2 separate regions of the Mus musculus genome follow, and region 2 is linked to region 1. The links are chromatin contacts, called in public promoter capture Hi-C maps. All regions are on one chromosome and are shown on one strand. Each heading gives the region's core, a stretch centred on a gene start, on an enhancer-like site or on the middle of the called end of the contact. The rest is flanking DNA. Distances are from core to core; before and after follow the strand shown. Region 1 overlaps Pisd (phosphatidylserine decarboxylase). Region 2 overlaps Depdc5 (DEP domain containing 5).

What was found. Promoter capture Hi-C pulls out the DNA fragments that hold promoters and counts their contacts.
Region 2: a promoter capture Hi-C map of embryonic stem cells shows a contact between it and region 1, with 2.5 times the contacts expected there. The contact joins two enhancer-like sites. A contact is called at or near these places in 8 of 39 promoter capture datasets (the 3T3-L1 cell line, the HPC-7 cell line, embryonic stem cells and 4 more).

Annotation. Positions count from the first base shown.
Region 1 is chr5:32,759,172-32,763,005 of GRCm38.p6, reverse strand. The region is part of intron 3 of Pisd (phosphatidylserine decarboxylase); the gene reads left to right. Among named protein-coding and RNA genes, the nearest start is that of Pisd, 25 kb to the left of the region's middle. Within about 2 kb of position 2,010, at least 35 of the 459 cell types and tissues checked have an H3K27ac peak or open chromatin away from gene starts, as enhancers often do. A contact at or near this core is called in embryonic stem cells, where this site is marked.
Region 2 is chr5:32,908,058-32,911,891 of GRCm38.p6, reverse strand. It overlaps Depdc5 (DEP domain containing 5), which reads right to left. Exons shown (of 43, transcript NM_001170567.1): 18 at 1,366-1,435. Among named protein-coding and RNA genes, the nearest start is that of Depdc5, 46 kb to the right of the region's middle. Within about 2 kb of position 1,886, at least 4 of the 459 cell types and tissues checked have an H3K27ac peak or open chromatin away from gene starts, as enhancers often do. A contact at or near this core is called in embryonic stem cells, where this site is marked.

The DNA.
Region 1 (3,834 bases), core at 761-3,260:
CTTGAATTGGCAGCACCCCTCATCTCCAGTACCTACCTAAACTCATTGCAAATAAAAGAAATTTTCCCAATTGTGACCATTCATTCTGGTGGAACTTTGAAAATGACAAATTTAGGGAGCTGGGGAGGTGTGTAATAGTGTTCACTGCACAAGGATGAAAAGCCATCCATGGCAGCATGTCCCTGTCACCTCAGTGTTTGGTGGCAGACATAGGTTTGTTCCAAGAACTCAAGGGTGATTTGAACTGTGGGTGCCCGGTTCAAGAAGTTTTAGGGAAAAAAACAATTTTAGAATGTTGTCTAAAGATTGTGGTGAAGAATGTGGTTGCTTTTTGCCCTTGTCCAAGGAGTCTGCCTGAGGCTAAGGTGAAGAGATTTAGATTAACTGCATTGACAAATGAGGTCTTAAAACAGCCTAGCATAGATTCTGTCCTGTGGGTTTCACTCTTAGGAATTGCATTTTGTTGTTGTTGTTGTTGTTGTTGTTGACATGGAGCAAGCGTAGAAAGGAAAAATACAGAAGGTATTGTTCAAGTATTAAATTAGGTGAACCAGGAAATGGAATGGAGCTAAATCCTGTGTTCAAGGATATTAAATGGGATTAACAGAGTGATGACCTGGGGTGAGATTCTACCAAGCTAAGCTTCCATCTAGAGAAAAGAAATTAAAGAAAAGTCTAGGAGTGATGGTTCCTGCCTTTCATCCCAGCACTCAGGAGACAGAGGCATGCAGGTCTCTGAGTTCCAGGTGAGCCTACAGAGCAAGTTCTAGAACAGCCAACCTTAGAGTGAATAAATCACCGAAAACAAGCTGGTGAAGATACAGTTGAACATGAGGGACATATTCCAGCCACAGCAAGCAATGGGACTTGGTAACTTTAGCCACGTGGTTCAGGCTTTAGAGTCAAGATAGAAGAAAGGGGTTATGGAATCTCCCGCCCTGACTAAGGAAAGTGGCCAAATGTGGCAAGGGTGTCCCTGCATGGAGGCCCAGAGAGGCCATTGTGTGAAACTGTGAAGGTGAAGCTTGGATTGCCTTGAAAACCCCAAGAGGTTCAAGAGATGCCAGAGCTGTGGGAGATCTGCCAAAGAAAGCTCCAAACAGGAAGTTAATCAGCCCAAGAGGAAGAAGTCTGTTGCAATTAAAGCTGAAAGGAGTGGAGATCTGAAGAGCGCTTTGATATCATACATGGAGATGCAGAGTTTGGAGTTGGCCCAGCTGATTTTCTCTCTTGCTTTGGTCCAGTATTTCCTCACCACGCTCCCTTCCTTATGCACATGATACGTTGGAAGGATAGATCTGCTTTTATTTTATAGGGGGTTACAGTTAAGAGATTACATGAATCTCAGTCAAGACTTTGGACTTTCAAACATTGTTGAGATTGTGGTAAGACTTTGGGGACTTTGGAAGTTGGACTAAATGTATTTTGCCTTATGTTATGGCTGAAAGCCTATGGGGGCCAAGGAATGGAATGTGGTGGTTTGAAAGGCATGGCTCCCATAGACTGGCATTTGAAGATTACAGTGATCTGGACTCTTCTGTTACAGAAGATAAGTCAGGACCAGCTGACCAGAACCACAGAATCTTTTTTTTTTTTTTTGAGACAGGGTTTCTCTGTCTAGCTCTGGCTGTCCTAGAACTCACTCTGTAAACTAGGCTGGCCTCGGACTCAGAAATCCGCCTGCCTCTGCCTCCCAAGTGCTGGGATTAAAGGCGTGCACCACCACTGCCTGGCAGAACCACAGAATCTTAAATCAAAATATTAAATGGTCTTGAGAGAGCCTTTGCTTCATTCTAGTGTTATGGAGTTTGAGGCCACTGGGGAAAGACTACTGACTCAATGTAGATTATAACTAGCCAAATAACTGTTAGCAGGACCGCAGTCTCTAAAGCCAAGTCAGAGATGCTGCACAGAAGCAAGTGGAGGGAAGGCTTTTTAAGGCTAACACCACAATTACTTCACTGCTGCAGAATTTACAGCTCTGTGAGGATCTGCCTCATTCCCCGTGCTCACAGTGATAAGTCAGTCTACAGAAGCCAGAACACGTGATCAATCACTTCACAGTAGCTACACAGTTCTGAGAGGAGGTAAGGGCTTTTCAGGACTTTAGGTCAGAGGCCAAAGGTACTAAAGTAGATAGCAGGTACAAAATGAGTTTCCTTATCCCTCACACTAAAATTTGTGCATAGCTCTCAGCATTCTAATGGTCCAAGTTCTCACAACAGCTTGCTAAGATTTGAACATTCAGTGGCTTTTCTAACCCAGAGTTACGGCTTCCCTCCAACAGTCCTCCCCAAAACACATGGTCAGGATTGCCACATTAGTATCCCAATGTCGCGCCCACCTTCCCTGTGGCAGGGAAGACACAACACGGTCGGATTCTTCTCAACAGCCTTTATTGCAGGAATGCCTCGATGCTGCTACGGGGACCCCGGGCATCCAGGGAGGTCTGCTTATATACACCCCGGCACAGGAGAAGGCTCCGTGGCCCCCTGGGATTGGTCAGTCTGCTGGCACCCGCTCGGGCACACCGGAAACCACTCGGGCTTCTCACTCTTATATACTCTCAGCCCCCATCCACTCACGGCAGGCCACGCCACCTCACCAGGCACGCAGCTTCAGCCAATCAGGGCGGCAGGGGCATGTCTCCACCAAATATGGACTTGTTTACACCGCCAGCATCATGGTGCACCTGTGCAGTTCTCACAATGGTCTTGGCTTATTTTCAGGTGTTTGAGGAAGTCAGGTGCAAGTCATAAGACTTAGCTGCAGTCCCGGGCGCCATCTTGGGACTGCTGCCACACCCGCTCCTCACATCCCACAAACTGTACTCAGTTCTATTTTAGGATTTCTGTTGTTGTGATGAAACAACTTAACCAAAAGCAAATTGAGGAGGAAAAGCTTTATTTTACTTATACTTCCCCATCTCTGTTCAAACAAAAAGCAAGAACTCAAATAGGGTAGGAGCCTGGAGGTAGGAGCCCATGCAGAGGCCAACTATGCCTGGCTCAAACTTTAGTCTTTTTTTTTTTTTTCATCACTAATTTATTTATTCACTCAAACTTTATTTTTGACAAAGAGTAGACACACAGAGACAGGAAGTGCATTGGGTTTTTATCTGACTCAGGTGGTGACTGTCTTTTTCCCCACTGACTGGAGTCCACCCTCACTATCTTATTCAGTTGGCTAGTCTAAAAAGAATTGGCTCAGGAAGTGAAGGAGAAAGGTCCACTGCCCAGGCTATTACGTTGCTAGAATAGAGCAGTGGGCCTTTAAGTAAACAACAATTTACTAGATGGAGGAGGATTTAGACATTTGCATAAAACTCTCCTACAAGTGGGGCGATAAAGTAATTTTAATTCTTTGTCCTAAGCTCAGGTTTTACAGTATTTGATAGAAAAGACTCTTGTTTAACATTCCTTAGGCTATCTAGCCATGAGAAAGGCTTACCATCTGACTTGCTTTGTGCTTTTCTCTTTCCTCTCATTTCCTTGGTACTAATTTTAGTTTTTGTTTGGACGGGAGTGGTGTAAAGCTTATTTCTAGTCAGAAGTATATCTCAGAGATGTGGCAGGCGGAGATGAGCTGTTAGTTTCATGTTGATGTAGAGAGAAAGGTGTATTAAAGATGTCACACCATTTATTCTTGTACATGAAATTTTTGAGAGAAATTATTCTTGTTTAAATAAAGAAGAAAAGAAGGAAGAAGAGGAAGAGGAGGAGGGAGAAGAGGAGGAAGAGGAGGAGGAGGAGGAGGAGGAGGAAGAGGAGGAGATTGTTTCTTGTAACCCAGACTGGTTTTGAACTTGCTGTTTAGCTGAGTCTGGCTTTGAAC
Region 2 (3,834 bases), core at 637-3,136, 150 kb before region 1:
CTGGGCTGGTGGTCCTGTGCTATGTAAGAAAACAGCCTGGACAAGCCAACAGCAGCATTCCTCCATAGTCCCTGCCCCAGTTCCTGCTCCTAGGTTCCCCCAATTTGAGCTCCAGCCTTAGCTTCCCTCAATGGACTATGATTTACGATTTTTAAGCCAAAGAAGCCAATTTGGTTTTGGTCATGGTATTTTGTTAGCAAAAACCCTAGGACAAGAGAGTTATTCAATTTTTTACAAAATAAAGGGTTTGCTGAAGTCACGTACCTAGAAAAAAAACCAAAACAAAACAAAAAACAAAAACCCAAGCCTATATTTTTTTCTCTTGGTCAATCCACTACTTACTGTTTGTTCTACTATGGCTAGGTCCTACCTGATGTCTCCTCATCCTAAAATACCACCAGGTCTACAGGTCTGCATATGTGTGTTTGTGTGTGTGCATATATATATAACCCCCCTTATAAGAGCCAGCATAGACCACCAAGCTTACTAAGATGGAGAAAATGGGAAAGGGTTCGAAGGCCTTATGAGCCACTTTTTTTTGAGGCAGGATCTCACTTTGTAGGCCTGATGAATTTGAAACTTCCTATGTAGGCCAGGCTAGCCTCAGACTCACATCACCCCCCCAACCCCCCCACCCCCACCTAAGCCTTCTTAGTGCTGGAATTAAGGAAACATGCCACCAACTTGGCTGAGCTATCCCTCTTAAAAGTGTTCTAATGAGTCTTTCAAATCTCCCACACCAACAATCAGAAATTATTTTTAAATGTTCAAGCTACACCCAATGGCATAAACATTCGCAATACACTTGATACACATGGCTACCCTGCTTTGCCAAAGTATCATATACCAATCAGGAACTCCAGCGCCGATGTTACCACCTTTCCTAGTATTTAGAATTATTATTAGCATATTTTGTGGTAAGCAGAGAAAAAAAATCCTCCACATTTAAATTTCCATTTACTTACTACCACAATGTGATCATTTATAACTTTTATATTTCTCCTTTGCTACAATGTGTAGTTCTCTCATTACCCTCATCTCAAATAACAGAGGTCTCAGTATTGGAATTAAGCCAGTAACATCAAATGAAAGGAACTCTCCCCGCTACCCTCCAAACTTTACTAGAGCCAGACAGCCTGCTTTCCTGCTGGGGACTGAATCAAGAGCCTTATGCGCATGTGCTTAGGAAAGTGTTCTACACTGGGCTGTAGCACCAGCCCCTCCTTAAAGTTTCAACACACAAAAGTATTTCAACCCTGTTTATGACCCTAGGCAGGGGAGAGGGAAGGTTGAAGCATCAAAATCAGAATAAATACACAGCTGGGTGACAGCCCCCCGAAAGCTGGTCAAACTGGGGAAACATACCTTCTTTCCTGCTAGTTTTATCCGTGGAGTGAAACTGTTACAAAAGAGCTGGCTTTTGGATGTGTAGAAACTAGAAAGAAAGAAAGAAAGAAAGAAAGAAAGAAAGAAAGAAAGAAAGAGAGAGAGAGAGAGAGAGAAAGGTCATTAATCAATCACTTATTTATTTTTATGCATGCTTGGTGTTTGGCCTGCATGTATGTCTGTGTGAGGGTGTTGGGTCCACTGGAACTGGAGTTACTAACATTTGTGAGCTGCCATGTGGGTGCTAGGAATTGAACCCAGGTCCCCCAGAGGAGCAGCCAGTACTCTTAACCACTGAGTCATCTCTCCAGCCCCAACTTTTTGTTATGCTTTGTTTTTCAAGACAGGGTTTTCTGTGTAGCCTTAGCTGTCCTCACACTCAGATCCACCTGCCTCTACTTCCTGAGTGCTGGATAAAGTTGGCCCCTAGTATACCCGGCTTCAGTAAGCTAAACCTTAAGGCAAACTGCAATCTAGATGAGGTCAGCGCACCTGTGCTTGGCTTTGTTTTAGGTTCGCAAATCTTCCCACTTCTAGCCAACGCCACGGCTCAGTGAGTGAAAGCACTGTGCAAACCTGACAATGTGATCTCTGGCAGCCTATGGTGGAGGAGGGACTCAACTTCCAAAAGCAGTCTTCTGACCTCCAAATATACCACACTCACACACACACACACACAAATAATAAAGCCAAGCATGATCACACTCTGGAAGCAAAGGCAAGTGAATCTTTATGAGTTAAGAGGTTAGGGGCTGGAGAGATGGCTCAGTGGTTAAGAGCACTGACTGCTCTTCCGAAGGTCCTGAGTTCAAATCCCAGCAACCACATGGTGGCTCACAACCATCTGTAATGAGATCTGATGCCCTCTTCTGGAGTGTCTGAAGACAGCTACAGTGTACTTACATATAATAAATAAATAAACCTTAAAAAAAAAAAAAAAAAAGAGGTTAGCCTGTCTACATAGCAAAGTCTCAGCCAGCCAGGGCTACATAGTGAGACTTTGTCTCAAACAATAATAACAACAACAACAACCAATAATAATAGTAAAAAATTTTAAATTCCAACTTCAACATCAGCAATATTTTGGATTGCTGCTCTGGCCTTTGCTCCCCACATGCCATGTGCTCACTGGTCCTAACTGCTAACTAGATCAGAACCTTCAATAAGGGAAGGGGCAAGAGCTCTTTATATCAGGGTACTTTCATCCTGATGTTTGGTATACAGTTAAGTGCACAGGAAGTTCTTTGTATCTACTCACTGATCTATACTTAAGTTAAACAAAACAAAACAAACAAACAAACAAAAACCAGGAAAAAGGTTAGTGTTCAAGAAAAAAAATAGCTGAAACCATTAAACCCCAATCCCGCTAAAAATAATGTTAATACATCCATGTCATAAACCCATGTTAAGTGAAGATTAGCCTCACACCAGAGCGCTGAATGAACACACAGATGCTGTACTGCCGTTCTATTCTTCAGAGACCCTCTTGTATTCTCTTTTCTTTCTATGTTATAAACTCGCAAATAATGTTTGGGATGTTGCCCCAGTTCTGACTTCTAGAAAATCTCTATCTACAAACAAATAAAAAATAAAAATGAGGCCAGGTCTGGTGACACACACCTTTAATCTAACACACGGGAAAGAAACAGGGGAGGGTGTATCCCTGTGAGCTCAAGGTCAGTCTGGTCTAGGGCAGCCACAGCCACAAAGTAAGACCATGGTAGCAGCAGCAGCAGCCACTGCCGCCACAGAAAACTGACGGGCCATGGGAACAATCTTATAGCACACTGAGCACAAAGGAACACAAGAGTCTCACCTGTACCTGCCACTGGGACTCAAGTCCAGCCAACCCCTGTAAGTTGGCTTTTCTCAAAGGTATACAAGTTAGAACTAACTGGAGGCTGCCATTTTCTTCCCAGACATCAAGACTAAAACACATGAATGGAAACTTGGCATGGTGGCCAATGTCCATTATTCTAGCACTTGGGAGGCTAAGGAGGAAGGAATGGGTACACAGCAAGACTCTGTCTCAAGAAAAAAAAGAAATGGCAAGGGCTTGTCATGCAAGCACAATTTCCAGAACCCATGTTAAAAAAAAAAAAAAAGACAGGCTCAGGGCTGTGCACTTGCAATCCCAGGACTAGGGAGACAGCCTGGGCCTCACTGGCTAGCCAGCCTAGCCAAATTGGGAAAGCTCCAAGACAATGAGAGACTCTGTCTCAAAAAAGAAAGTGAATGGCTCTAGAAAAAAAAGACAAAGTTGACATCTGCTCTCCATAAGTATGTACACAGACATATATACACACCCAAATACACATGTGTAGCAATACAACATAAAAATATCTCACATTCTAAAAGACTGGAACTTTTGCTGGACCTCCCAGCCACAGTTAGTAATACACCTTGAAGACACACAGAATGCCTGTAAGAGAACAATGCATCGAGGGG